Linked DNA regions of Mus musculus: all the other regions are linked to region 3. Evidence: chromatin contacts called from public ChIA-PET and HiChIP or PLAC-seq data. All regions are on one chromosome and are shown on one strand. Each heading gives the region's core, a stretch centred on a gene start, on an enhancer-like site or on the middle of the called end of the contact. The rest is flanking DNA. Distances are from core to core; before and after follow the strand shown. Region 1 overlaps Kdm4b (lysine (K)-specific demethylase 4B). Region 2 has its middle 13 kb from the start of Mir6977. Region 3 holds the start of Rpl36 (ribosomal protein L36). Region 4 overlaps Rfx2 (regulatory factor X, 2 (influences HLA class II expression)).

Evidence for each region. ChIA-PET counts read pairs in DNA pulled down with a chosen protein or histone mark. HiChIP or PLAC-seq counts read pairs in DNA pulled down with a chosen protein or histone mark.
Region 1: an H3K4me3 HiChIP or PLAC-seq map of forebrain shows a contact between it and region 3, with 3 times the contacts expected there. The contact joins the enhancer-like site here to the promoter of Rpl36 in region 3. A contact is called at or near these places in 8 of 39 promoter capture datasets (the 3T3-L1 cell line, cranial neural crest, embryonic stem cells and 4 more), 1 of 484 Hi-C or Micro-C datasets (nephron progenitors), 11 of 115 datasets of contacts at active chromatin or transcription factors (bone marrow-derived macrophages, craniofacial prominence, double positive thymocytes and 7 more) and 4 of 9 other capture datasets (adipose tissue, liver, macrophages and 1 more).
Region 2: an H3K4me3 HiChIP or PLAC-seq map of bone marrow-derived macrophages shows a contact between it and region 3, with 2.2 times the contacts expected there. The contact joins the enhancer-like site here to the promoter of Rpl36 in region 3. A contact is called at or near these places in 10 of 39 promoter capture datasets (the 3T3-L1 cell line, 3T3-L1-derived adipocytes, cranial neural crest and 6 more), 1 of 484 Hi-C or Micro-C datasets (embryonic stem cells), 11 of 115 datasets of contacts at active chromatin or transcription factors (bone marrow-derived macrophages, craniofacial prominence, embryonic basal ganglia and 8 more) and 3 of 9 other capture datasets (adipose tissue, liver and pancreatic islet).
Region 4: an RNA polymerase II ChIA-PET map of memory CD8 T cells shows a contact between it and region 3, with 56 read pairs. The contact joins the enhancer-like site here to the promoter of Rpl36 in region 3. A contact is called at or near these places in 4 of 484 Hi-C or Micro-C datasets (CD4 T cells, the N1E-115 cell line, Sertoli cells and 1 more), 4 of 115 datasets of contacts at active chromatin or transcription factors (astrocytes, effector CD8 T cells, memory CD8 T cells and 1 more) and 1 of 9 other capture datasets (adipose tissue).

Annotation. Positions count from the first base shown.
Region 1 is chr17:56,378,595-56,381,706 of GRCm38.p6, reverse strand. All of the region lies in intron 8 of Kdm4b (lysine (K)-specific demethylase 4B), which reads right to left. It overlaps Gm32715 (a long non-coding RNA gene), which reads left to right. Exons shown (of 3, transcript XR_003952227.1): 3 at 1-3,112. Among named protein-coding and RNA genes, the nearest start is that of Gm32715, 8.5 kb to the left of the region's middle. Within about 2 kb of position 1,261, at least 44 of the 459 cell types and tissues checked have an H3K27ac peak or open chromatin away from gene starts, as enhancers often do. A contact at or near this core is called in forebrain, where this site is marked.
Region 2 is chr17:56,403,806-56,407,054 of GRCm38.p6, reverse strand. No RefSeq gene overlaps it. Among named protein-coding and RNA genes, the nearest start is that of Mir6977, 13 kb to the left of the region's middle. Within about 2 kb of position 1,569, at least 24 of the 459 cell types and tissues checked have an H3K27ac peak or open chromatin away from gene starts, as enhancers often do. A contact at or near this core is called in bone marrow-derived macrophages, hematopoietic stem and progenitor cells and liver, where this site is marked.
Region 3 is chr17:56,611,302-56,614,740 of GRCm38.p6, reverse strand. It overlaps Rpl36 (ribosomal protein L36), which reads right to left and starts at 1,346. Exons shown (of 4, transcript NM_018730.3): 1 at 1,293-1,346; 2 at 1,061-1,155; 3 at 700-834; 4 at 495-617. The coding sequence starts at 1,153. The coding sequence ends at 528. Lonp1 (lon peptidase 1, mitochondrial) reads left to right here. Exons shown (of 18, transcript NM_028782.2): 17 at 1-105; 18 at 178-444. The coding sequence ends at 357.
Region 4 is chr17:56,818,189-56,821,485 of GRCm38.p6, reverse strand. The region is part of intron 1 of Rfx2 (regulatory factor X, 2 (influences HLA class II expression)); the gene reads left to right. Among named protein-coding and RNA genes, the nearest start is that of Rfx2, 11 kb to the left of the region's middle. Within about 2 kb of position 1,670, at least 170 of the 459 cell types and tissues checked have an H3K27ac peak or open chromatin away from gene starts, as enhancers often do. A contact at or near this core is called in adipose tissue, astrocytes, effector CD8 T cells and 3 more, where this site is marked.

The sequences.
Region 1 (3,112 bases), core at 12-2,511, 230 kb after region 3:
CCATTAACAGACTGTGCCTGTATACCATGCATTTCTAGAGATTGAAGACTGCTGGGAGGTGTCTCATTTGTAGTAGGGTGCATACATGCTTATTCCAGCTCTGCTGAGAGTTGCAAGCCCTTGACTTCCTGGCTCCTTTAGGGCTGTGTCAGGCACAAAGGTTCTGCCTCAATTGCGACCCTGTCCCTGGGGCTCCCACACTTTGAATCTGTTCCCTCTGCCTCACTCAGAGTCAGGCTGGGTGCACAGCAGTGAGGCCACCTGGGTTCCCAGGATCTTCTGTGAGCTCTGAGCTCTGGTTGGAGGCTGTGTTCTTTTGACAGGCTTGGTTACACCAGAACCCGCTCATGCGAAACAGTGAGCTGGGGGAGGCAATAGCTGGAGAGGAGATGATTAAAACACAGCTCAATAAAACCACCAAACCGGATAGCATGTTACTGCAGGGACTCTCCTGCTCTCACCAGTGTGGCAGGGACAACTCTCAGTCATGGCATAGGAACCAGGGCGGAACACAGCCTGTTGCTGGAGCGGCTAGAATTTGGTAAGGGTAGGGCATGTCCTAGAGGGGACAACAACATTGTCCCCAGCTCACCAACATGGTCACCCATGGCTGGACATATTCAGATATGACTGCCCCTACACCCAGGTCTGCACCACATCCCTTCTATGTAGACGTGACCAGGCCTGGGGTCTAGGAGCCAGGGTAGGGGCACACTACAGGCTGCAGGAGGGGTGCTGATCAACCCTGCTGACCTGATGAAGACTGGGCCACAGTGGGTCCTCTGGATGCCTGGCTCAGGCCTGGTTTGTCAGTTCTTAAAAGTGGACCTTGCTAAACCACAGTACCATACCAGCTGGCTGTGGCTATGCACACCCTTTTTCAATGCTACCATAGCTTTCCATGTCAGAAATACCTTTTAAAAAGGCTGACCTCAAACTTGGGGCAATCTTCCTGTCTCGGCGTCCTGAGTGTTAGGGTGACAGAAGTGCACCAGTCCCATAGCAGAGGAAGGCAAGCTCAATGATTGAAGGGACATTTTTGAAGAGCCATCTGTTTGAGGGAGACACTCTGGCCCACTAAGGGTTACAGCACAGAACTCTAGCTGCGGCTTGGCCCATTTCTGCTACGATTGCCAGCGCTGCAACGGCAGCCAGTTCATTAGGGAGCCAGAGGGACTGTGCACAGGATGATTAGGCGCCAGCTCACAGTGCTGCCTGGTGGGGCCTGTGCCCCTCAGCAGTCTCTGGTGTCATGATGCCCCTTGTGTGGCACTGTACCCATGACAACACCCACCTCACCCCTCTTGGCACAGAGGCCACTTGTCCTGAGTGGCAGGGAGCTGGCAGCACTAGACTGTCTTCTCCCCTGACGGTGCTCTTTGTCTGGGTCCTGTCAGTCCCTGCTTTGTGCAAACCTCAGTGTGACCATCATGGCCTTCTGGGGCAGCCCACAACTTCCCAGCACCCCTTACCATGGGAACCCCTGGAGCCCCAGTTTACTCATAGGGAAATTGGGACAAGATTGTAATGCACAGGCTACATAATGTGGGGTGTCCATGATGTACTCTTCACTTAACCTACTGGGGAGTCAGTGGCAGGGGGCAGGGGGTTATCAGCATGTACCTCCTCCACCAAAGACCTTACATGATACTTAAGAACACTGTTGCCACCAGGGCTGTTGGGGCTTCTGACATGGGGTACAAGGCTAGGATACCCCACAGAGAACGCCAAGACCATGTATTGTGCTGGGGAACTCATGCTAGGCTACCTTTCTAGATCTTCCCTCTACCTAACAGTGGCCAGCTGTACCACAAGAAGGCTGTGTCAGCCTTACACAGGACCCTCTGTGCTCCCACTGGCCTTCTGGGACTCATAGCGCAGAAGTCATGAGACAGGGATGGAGGAGGAACACACTTCACAATAGCCATCATGTGCATACAGCCCTGCCACAGCATAGATCAGGGGCCAGTGGAGCAAATGACCAGCTGGTGGCACGACCTCAGACCCTGTGACTGCAGTTTCAGGCCAGCCTTATGCCTCTCAGCCTGCAACTAACTGTCACCCACAGCAGGAAACAAGGCTGCCAGTTCTTACCTGGTCATTAATCTGTGCTGAGGGCCTGCTGCTACCAGTCTACCACAAGGGCATGACGATATGCAAAGAGGAGGCTACCTCCAGACTTTCCCTCCAACTCCAGTGTCGTATTTCTGGGAAGACTGGCATCTGGCCACAGAAATGGCAAGGGGACAGAGAAGCTGCTGAACGTGCAGCTAGAGCCAGGCTCTCAATCACACCCTGGTCTCACCACAGCTCAGCCTGGTGGGGTCGTGATGAGACCCTTCCCTGCAGTGTGGACCAGGGCTGAGCTTCCCACACTGTGTGTGTGGCCTGTGACTTGCAAAGGCTGATGCAGCAGCCAGTGACAGGCAGGGCTGTACAGGAGGCGCCCCCTCGCTAAGAGAACCCCTTTGATCTAGTTAGTGACCTGTGGAGAATTGCTCCAGCCTGTGAAAAGCAGGCTGGTGGGCAGGCAGGCAGACTGTGCCTCGAGCCTGCCCATGTTATCACACCTGGAAAACTCTTAAGAAGGAAGGGCTGACCTGGTGCATTCCCAGAAGCTCACACCACATCTGCACATAGGTCTACTGAACAGGCCAGGAACCTGGAGGGTATGCTGGACATGGCACCTGCTGGGTACCATTGGCAAAGTTGCTTGGCCTCTCTGTTCCTGTCTGTCAGCCCAGAGTTACCATTCCATGGAGGGTGCTGACTTCACAGAGCAAGGAATGAACCATGTCTACGGGGATCATGTGGGAATGCCTGACTGCCTGAGACTTAAGAGAGTGTTCACCCTAGCTAGCCCCAAGCTCATTCACGGCCCTTGCTATACATGTGGGATGGAAAGTGACACAGCTGGGTGGCTGAATTTTCTGGATTTCTCATCTCTGATTCTTTTGCTTCTGAGATAGGATCATGCCCTGTAGCCTAGGCTGTGACCAACCTTGCAGCAATCCTGCCTTAGCTTCTTGGATGCTGAGATTCCATGTGTGCACCACGCACAGCTCAGGAAACTCTGGAAGGACAAATGTTGTCAAGAGAGGAGAAGAGCCCA
Region 2 (3,249 bases), core at 320-2,819, 210 kb after region 3:
TTAGCCACACGCTTCTCTTGTGGGGGCTGTGGGGGTGGTAACTTCAACAGGGCTGTGGGGGTGGTAACAGGAGCCAGGGGTCCAGGAGACATGATCAAACGCCTTCCATTCCATGTAAGTGGAAATTACCACCACCGGGTTCCACTGGGGTTCAAGACTTCAGCTCAACTGGGGACCAGGCGTCTGTGCATAGCCTGTTGCCCCACAAGCTAGCTCTACCCAAGTCTTGATAAGGAAAATTGTGTGGGGCTTCATACTTAAGCAGCATCTCCTCCTGGTATCCCCAGCTGTTCCCACTCTGCTCTTCCCAAGATGCCCTGTGGCTGCTAAAACAAGGGTGGATAAGGACTAGTCATGGTCAGCAGAAGCCCTCACTGCAGTCTCTGGCCACCTTCTACACAGAAGACAGAAAACCATAATTACTTGCAGGGCTGCTTGGCCAGGCTCCAGGGACACAGTTCTGGGAAACGAAGCATAAGTGGCTGGGGAACTCACCCCAAAGAACAGACAGCGAGGAGCTGCCACCCATTTCTGTCATTTGCTAATTCCCCCTTTTCCTGTAGGCGGTGAGGTGTGATGGCTGGAGTCACAGTAACCTTCAGTAGTCGAGAGGAAGGCCAAGGGTTCATGGTGTCACTTCTGAGTTGATGGTGTAAACCATGCCATCACAACCAATCTCAGGCTACTAGTATGATGTTACAAAACAAAAACCACAGGGGCTAGAGAAGTGTTGTGAGTGCCCGACAATGGCTGTGCAGTAAAGACACCAATGAGGGATGTGTTCCGGATCCTTTGGGAATCATCCACTTGAAAGCTGATTACATTTGATTTTTCTTTACATATCACAACTGGTATGCAAAATGCCTGCCGAATGCATATGGTGGTTGAATTTATGCGGCCGTGACACCTGATTGGTGGCCTGAAGGCTGTGTGGCGCAGCCTCTGTGGGCAGCAGCTCCATCAGACACCAGCAGGAAGTCTGTGGGTAGCTATCAGAGTTGCTTCTGTTCGCTTGGGTTCAGAGGTGACATTAACACATCACGGCCGGAGCCCTGACCAAAGTCAATCTCTGGGTTGGTTGTCCCCTTTAGTGCTGGTGTCTACTTGGACGCCCCATAGCTGACAGAGGGAGATTCCAGCTTCTCCATGCTCAGACCTGGTGGGTGAGGCTCACAGCATGAGTGAGACTCAGCTGGGCCATTTGCCGTCTGATTCTGAGTGGGTTGCTCTCACACCTGAATGAGCCCTTCCTAGCCACAAAGCCATTATTTATTGTTTGGTTCTCTAAGACAGGAATTCTCTGGGTAGCTCTGGATGTCCTCTGAAGACTAGGCTGGCTTCGAACTCACAGAGATCTACCGGCCTCTGCCTCCCAAACGCTAGGGTTAAAGGTATGTGCCACCACATACCACTCTAAAAAGTGAGTCTTAAAAATAGTTTTTAAATGTTACTGACAGGCCTGTTGGCACAGGCCCATCATTGCAACATCAGGAAGTGGAAGCAGGAGGATCAGAAGCCCAGAGTCAGTTAACTGTCCCAGTGTCACAGAGGTCACAGTCAGATCAAAGGTCACATCAGCCTAAAGGTACAATGTCCCTGGTACCCCAATGCCAGTGTTGCCTCAAGTTATGCAGACAAGGTGGCACTGTCACTGACATGCCAGCAAGTGCTGGCTAGTCTTAAGTCAATTTGCTACAAACTAGAATCTGAGAGGAGAAAACCCCCACTGAGAAAATGGCTTTGCACAAGCCTGTGGGGCATTTTCTAAATTAGTGATTGATGTGGGAGAGCCTAGCCCACCGTGGGTGGGGCCATCCCTGGACTGGTGGCCCTGGGTTTTAGAAGAAAGCAGGCTGAGCAAGCCACAAGAGCAAGCCAGTAAGCAACATCCCTCCATGGCCTCTGCAACAGCTCTTGGCTCCAGGTTCCTGTCCTGTTTGCATTTCTGTCCCAGCTTCCTTCAGTGATGGATGCAGAAATGTCGATCAAATAAGCTGTATCCTTTCCAGGTTGCTCTGGTCACAGTGTTTCCTTACAGCAAGAGAAACTCTGACTAAGAAACTGATGTGAGACCCAGAACACTCACTACTGCCGAGGGATTCCAGATTGCTGTGGCTTGGGATCTCCTGAGGAGTTGTGAGCTAGGCAAGCCCTAAGCTTGGTCTTCAAGCCTCCATCTTGCAAGGACTAACTATCCTATATCATCCAAGTCCCTTCTTTATAGCCCCAAGTCCCAGAAAATAAATAAAAGCAATAGAGGCATGATCTGGCTGCCAACATGGACTCAGGATGGATATGTGGCACATTCAGTCAGAGCTAGGGTCCTGTTTCTTCTTTTTCTTTTTTAAAAGATTTTATATGTAAGTACACTGTAGCTTTCTTCAGACACACCAGAAGAGGGCATCAGATCTTATTACAGATCTCATTACAGATGGTTGTGAGCCACCATGTGGTTGTTGGGAATTGAACTCGGGACCTCTGTGCTCTTAACCACTGAGCCATCTCTCCAGAACTAGTGTCCTGTTTCTTGTGCATGGCACTGGGACTACGCAGGAAATGAAATGGATTTTGGTCTCCACTCTGTTCAACTGTTAGAAGCGGGGAACATTTGTCATGGCAGGACCCCTCTGCAGCCACTGCATTACCCGGCAGCAGCCATTTCTTGTTTTCTCCAGGCACAGGGCCAGTGACCCCATAGATCACACTCATTTCCAGCACAGGGGCTAGGGCCCTGAGACATATCTCCCTTGTGTCTGCTTTGGTGATGTTCCTGGGATCTGAAACCTGGGTCTTCCGAATGGTTCTCTCTAGGATGTCCAAATGGCCAGCATCGGGAAGGGTTGGGGTTGAGGTGCAGAGAGCAGTGTGGAGAGGGAGAAACATGGTTTTTACGATTGTCCAGGAAGCTGTGTGCTGTAACCATGTGGGGCCCAGGGCTGCATGCTTATGTGGAACACACAGGCTGGACAAGCATGGAGACCTGGGCTCTTGGGCTGAGGGGCAACTGTGGGAATCAGATCATGATTTCCAAACCTGAGAGCCAATGAGTAACAGAAACAGAGGGAGCAGGGCAGGGCTGGCCTGGCTTCAAGCAGGGCTTGGGGAGGCTGGTGCTTCCTCTGCAGAAGAGGTGGAGGCCAGGCCAGGGCCTGCAGAGCGGGCAGCCCAGGTTATTGTTTCCTGTTAGTTGTAGGACCATGCTAGGTTCAGCATCCCAGCCAGGTAATCACTAAGTCATTCTGAGGTTGG
Region 3 (3,439 bases), core at 97-2,596:
CTGGCTCTGGGCCAGCCAGTGTTGCAGAACCTGGCTATGACTGGGGAGGTCTCCCTCACTGGCAAGGTGTTGCCTGTGGGTGGCATCAAGGAGAAGACCATTGCGGTGAGTGTCTGCCGCCTGTACCCCTGACCACCTCAGGGTGGAAGAGCACCCAGCTGACACATCTTTCCACAGGCTAAGCGTGCAGGTGTGACCTGCATCATTCTGCCTGCTGAGAACAGAAAGGACTACTCGGATTTAGCTCCTTTTATCACAGAGGGCCTTGAAGTTCACTTCGTGGAACACTATCGGGACATATTCCCCATTGCCTTCCCCCGGCGAGAGCACAGGGAGGCACTGGCCGTGGAGAGATGACACAGGGGCCTGGGACTAAATAAATCATGGTGTGGCGGAGCCACGAGCACAGCTGTAGAATCATGAATAAAGAAAACCTTTCCAAAAGCCCTAAGCCTGAGTCTCAGTGTCGCCGTGAGCTCACACATACACAAAACTGTAGGAACCATCTTTTATTGGGGGAGGGTTCATCAATCCTTCTTGGCCGCCGCCTTCCTCATGGCTGCCAGCACGTTGCTCAGCTCCTCCCGCTTTCTCTTGGCGCGGATGTGCGTGCCCACCTGCGAGGAGTAGTCGCATGTCACCCAGGGCCACTGCAGCCAGCCACACCCCCACCCGTGCTCGGTGCAGCACGCTGCCTACCCTCTTCTTGATGAACTTGAGTGCGCGCTTGTCCTTGGACACTTTGAGCAACTCCATGGCTCGCCGCTCGTAGGGTGCGAAGCCGCACACCTCCCGGATCATGTCCCGCACGAACTTGGTGTGTTTGGTGAGGCGCTGCGAGCACAGCCCCGAGGTCACGAACCCCAAAATGGGCCTTACAGGGGGCCGAACGCAACAGCCCACCGACCGACTCCCAGTCTCAGACGCCCAATCAACGACCGGGCCCACGAACCACTCAGACCTTCCCATTCCAACGACACAGAATCTACGCAGGTGTCGATATTCACTTCTTCACCCCCGTCCCCATCTCTGACGAGGCGGTCGCGTCCCCAGCACTCACCCCGCGTCGCCGGCTGTGTCTCGGCTTACTGACGTTTTTCGTCACCTTGTGGCCCTTGTTGAGGCCCACGGCCATGGGGTAGCGCAGAGCCATGGCTGTGGGCAGCGGGGACAAGACAGCGGCTGAGACACGGTACCTCGGCCCGCGCCCGCCCGCATGCCGGCCCGCAGGGACTCCCCATGGGGCCGGGATGCCCGATGGGGGCAGATGAGCCCCGACGAGGCCCACTTACCTGATGCTCTCCGATGGCGGCCGGGACAGGAAGAACGGCACCGCGCAGAATCCTGGGATATATGCCACTTGCAGGCCTTTCCGGCTAGAGAGACAGGCGCGCTGCGGGCGACCTCTGGTGGCCGGAGGTTCTACGGCACCCGTGAGACCTCGGCTTGGGAATCATCCCTTAGGTTAGGAGTTGGAATGCTGCCTCACACTGTTGTTAGCTGTTGAAGTAATTTAATCTCTGACAATAAAAGTGCTTTTGAGGGGAATGGGCTCTGTAGAGATGTCTCAGAGGTTAAGAGCCCTGTCTGCTCTTCCAGAGGTCCTGATTTCAATTCTCAGTTAACCACATGGTGGCTAATAACCATCTATAATGAGATCTGGTGCCCTCATTTTGCCTGATGGTACACATGCAGGGAGACCGCTGTATACATAATAACTAATTAAATAAACAAATCTTTTTAAAAATGACTTTAAAGAGTGCTTTTAAAATTTTTTGTTTGTGTCGGGCGTGGTGGCGCACACCTTTAATCCAGCACTTGGGAGGCAGAGGCAGGCGAATTTCTGAGTTCGAGGCCAGCCTGGTCTACAGAGTGAGTTCCAGGACAGCCAGGGCTACACAGAGAAACCCTGTCTCGAAAGAGAGAGAGCATGTGCCACTACAAACTTGCAGAGGTCAGAAGTCAGTTTACAGAACTCCGTTTGCCTTCGTCATGGAGGGTTCCGGATCCAACAGATCAATAGATCTGTCACAACAGTCACAACAAATCTGTCCGGATCAATAGACTGATCCTTATGAACTGTTTCGTTGAAGGAGTTTCGCGTCCCCTGGAGGCCTTGGGGTAGAGAGGGCTGCAAATTATCTAGAATCACAGGCTGTGCCCCCTCACTCCTCTCCTTCCTCACTTTTTTTCTGTGAGCTATGGTCTCGTGCAGCCCAGGCTGTCCTGATAATGACAGGCGTGTAACACCCAAGTGCTCCAGCAGCTGAGCTGTACTTGAGCCTCCTCCTCTCCTGCCTCAGCTTCCCACACTCCACGCTCTGTCAGCCTGAGGAATTCCAACAGTAGAGAACATAAGAGAATCCAACTCTCATTACGAAGCAGGGCATGGATGTACCAGGATGCAGTACTCTGGAGGGAGCAGAGGGCAAAACTCGTCAGCAGCACAAGTACTTGGATAAGAGTGGGAGGGGCCAACCCAGATAGGCGGGGCCTGTGGGTAGCATCACCCTGGGATGGAGCTAAGGCCCTCGTGGGGATCCTCAGCCTGCGTGCCAAGAGGGTCCACTCTGGTACCCTAGGGTGGCTGTGCTGATGATCAGGCCTGAGAAGAGTCCAAAGAAGGTAGGAATAGGTCCTAGAACACAGGAGGGAGAGGAAACTTGAGCAGGAGCCGGGGCGAGGCAAAGCTGGGCAGGGGCGGAGCTTAAGACAGAAAGAGGGAATGGAGGAGAGGGGGCGGAGCCAATCTGGGCAGGGGCGGGGTCTTTTACGCAAGAGGGAGGGGAAATGAGCAGGACCTGCTGTCCAAACCAAGGTGGGGGTGGGGTGGGGTGGTAGAACACAGCAGGGGCTGGACTTGAATGCAGGAGGGAGGCTAAACTTGAGTGGGAGCTGAGGGCAGAGACCAAGAAGGGCAAGGGCGGGGCCTAGTATCCAAGAGGCAAGCCTCTGGCCCATGGGGAGTAGGTATTTCTTGATGCCCAGGGCGCCATCCTCCAATGTCCCCCTATATTTGCAGGTACACAGAGTATTTTGCTGTATCTCTATCACTGCAGTTTCTGTTAACAAGCACACACTGAAAGGTATATTCCTGTTGACATTTAGCCAGGGAAGAAACAGCCTCAGGTCTGGAACAAGTTATAAGGAAGTTGGATGAAGAAAGTGCTCTCAAGTTCTCCCATTCTTCCCTCCCACTCACACTCACTTCCTACCCCCATCCCAGCCCTGCACCCACACACAGGGAGGCTCGCCTTCCGTGTGTGAGCCTTAGTGGGACATAATGAAGATGTCCTGCTGCCAACATCCTTCCTTCTTCCTCAGACCACTCACTCTGGTCATTCTGGGAGTGGGGGGAAAACAAAGCCCTGGGCCCCTTAAAGGGTCCTCCAGGAGCCAGTCCAAACTGCCCAGTCTGCTCAGCTTTGTCCCAGGTCCT
Region 4 (3,297 bases), core at 421-2,920, 210 kb before region 3:
TAATGCAAAACCAAGCAGCAATTGGCCAGATTTGTACGGTGGCCGTCATTCCATGGTCTGGCTATGGGATCAGAAGCTTGTATCAGCTTTCCTGGACTACCTTAACTCCTGAGCCACATCCCAAGAGAAGCATCCCCCATACCCCCTCACTCTCCCCCTTGCCCACCTCCTCTTCCTTCCCTCCTCCTCCCTTCCCCTTCCCCTCCTTCACCTTGAACAGGTCTCCTGTGTTCCAGGCTGGCTTCAAAGTCCCTATGTAACTGAGGCTGACCTTGAACCCCTGACCCTCCTGCCTCTGCCTCCTGAGTGCTGGGATAACTGGCATGAGCCACCACAGTTAAGGGGTGCTGGGCAAGCTCTCTGCCCACTCATGTCCCCTCCCCAGCCCAGAGACCTTGACTTAAATTCACTCTTTATGTACAGGTAGTTGAGGGGCTTTGGATACATTCACAAGGTTGTGTAAGCATTTCCTCTATTTAATTCCCAAACAGTCCATCGCTCTCAACGAAACCTCCTCTCCTGAACAGCGCCCATGAATCCACTTCCAGTATCTGAGTTTCCCTACTCTGGACATCTGTCACCGAGCCCCACACCCTGTGTGGCCTTTTGGTGTCTGGGTCTTTCTCTGAGCCACTGTCCTTATGTCCTTGGAGTGGTAACTGGAGTCCATGGCTGAGCTAATACTTACCTTTGTGCTTCTGCACGCATCGAGCAGCCCTCAGCAGCCTCCCCACCCACCATCTGTTTCCTTCTGGCTCTGCTGCCAATGCTTCTTTTTCCTTGCTGCCTAAGTTTCCGCTATGTAGGTGTGTCCTAGGATGCCCAGCAGCTCTGGGCTAGGAGGCAGGTTGTGGCACTGCCCGTGTCAAAAGGAAGCAGCTGGTTCTGAGGCTTCTTGACTGTGACTGCCTTCTACTGTCCTTGCAGTGCAGATGACGGTGACTCTTATTGTCCTTGCCTGAGGCTGCACCTTTGCTTAAGAAGCTGTGGCCTCGATGGGGGTGGTGGCGCACACCTTTAATCCCAGCACTCAGGAGGCAGAGAGGCAGGTGGATTTCTGAGTTCCAGGCCAGCCTGGTCTACAGAGTGAGTTCCAGGACAGCCAGGGCTATACAGAGAAACCCTGTCTTGAAAAACCAAAAAAAAAAAAAAAAAGAAGAAGAAGCTGTGGCCTCAGTACCACTTCCATGCCCACCACGAGTGAGCATGCACACTGCCCTCTCCTCCTTTCCCTGTTCATTGCCTCCCGGCCCAACCAATTTGCAATCTTGTAAGTGTTCCAGAATGCTAGGTAACAGGCCCTCCCCAGCAACACATATACTTCAATGCCACCTTGAATCCTGAAGGCACCAGAGATGGTTCTTGAGCCCCTTGAGGCGCCTCCTGGAGCCCATGTCGCTGTGTCAGGTCCACCCCACCCACTCACGTTCCCCTGTGCTGATGCAGCCACATTCCTCACCAGGAGCTGCACCCATGTGCCCTGCCAGGCTGGTTCCATAGCCACAAGTCTGTGCTTGTTGCCTTGACTACGCCAGGGCTCATGGAGCAGCCAGGCTTCCTGGCCCTCCAAGTCCCTCCGAGGGGTGGGTGTGTGTCTCCCACAGACACCACCAAGGCAGGTGCTCCTCTCCAGTTAGTGCAGTCTACACACAGCCTACAGACCACCCTGCCCACAGTGTCCTGTCATGTACCGTGAACCACCAATGGCATCTGTGTCCTGCTGCCTGAATACAGGGCTCTACTCCGGAACCTCACACGAGTTCTGTGGTTTCTGCTGTAGTTTGCCTTCTTGCACTTTAAACAAACAGTTCGAAACAGAAACCCAAGCAAGACCTCACCCTGAATGAGATTATTTGCCCTAATGTCAACTTCCCTCGTATTTTAAAATACAGTTGATAATTTTTTGATAATACAGTATGATTCTGAGACACTGATCCCAAATAGCTTTCCTTTGACCTCCCAATTAATGTTCTAGAAACTTTTAGAATCTTCTTCCAGAAACTTGTAAGATCTTTTAGAAACTACCAGTTTCACACCCTGCTGCTCCCACGTTCTCTTGGCTGCCTTTGTCTAGGTTCCCAAACCCCAGCCTCATCTTGTTTCGGACTTTGTGTTGTGCAATGCCAGCCTCCCGCTCTCTGCTCCCCATTCATCCCCCTTGGGCTGGTCTATTTATGGGCCTTGCAGAGGCAAGTGTTGGCAGCATAAGCCCAGCCTTTCTAAATCATCCCTCCCTCCTACCTCCCCCCTCCTGTGGGACCATCCCTGCAAAGCCTCTTGACTTGTTTGGTCCCCAAGTCCATTGCTGCAAAGGTCACAAGGATTTTGCCTCTGAGGTTTTGCACCCGCCCAATTGTCACTTGATCACAAGCGATGTCCTTTCTCTGAGGAAAACAGCCACCCTGCACCAGGTGCGCCTTTTGTTCTGACTAGGTATTCCTCAACACTTATCCTTTTATAAAATTTATTTTTATAAATAAATGGAAATAAAAATCCATATAACATAAAGCTAACCTTTAAATTTTTTATTACATTTATTTACTTTTGTGTGTGTGTGTGTGCACATGTGCAGAGGTCAGAGGACAATTTATGGGGATCCGTTCTCTCTTCTACTGTGTGGGTCCCTGGGATTGAACTCAGACCACCAGACTCAGCAGCAAGCCCTTTCTCTGAGCCATCTTGCTAGTCCTTATTTTGTTTTGTGATCTTCCCGCTTCTCTCTGCTTTCAGATGCCGGGGTGACAAGCATACATTGCCACCCTGAACTTCTGTCTACCTCCTGTGGACCTCTTTACATAAAAATTACTGTGCAGTCAAATGATTTAATTTTTGAGAGAACATTTGAAATACAACCAGGCAATTAACAGTGAATGAATAAGCCTGTTACTGTTTTGTGCTGTGGTGATTTTACAGTGAGTATAATTACCTGCATTAAAACCCACAGATGCCATTGCTTCCATTTCAGTTCGTGATTAATTACTTTATTCTTCTTTCAACAAGCACCACCTTAGCCAGCTGCCCTATTGGATGCTATGATCCCGCGGGATTTTACAGACAGGTCCGGGAGTGCTGTTATGTTGAAAAGCTGTTGAGCTGGGCCTGGTGGCACAGGCCAACCACCCCAGACAATGGGAGTTTGAGGCAGGAGGATTGAAAGTTAAGACCAGCTTGGACAGGTCGGTTAGTTGTTGTTTCAGCTTGGACAGGTCGGTTAGTTGTTGTTTCATGAGGGGGCGTGGTCATGGGTGGAGCCCCTGCCTGGAATCCCCCAGTGAGGGACTGGGGGCGTGGTCCGTG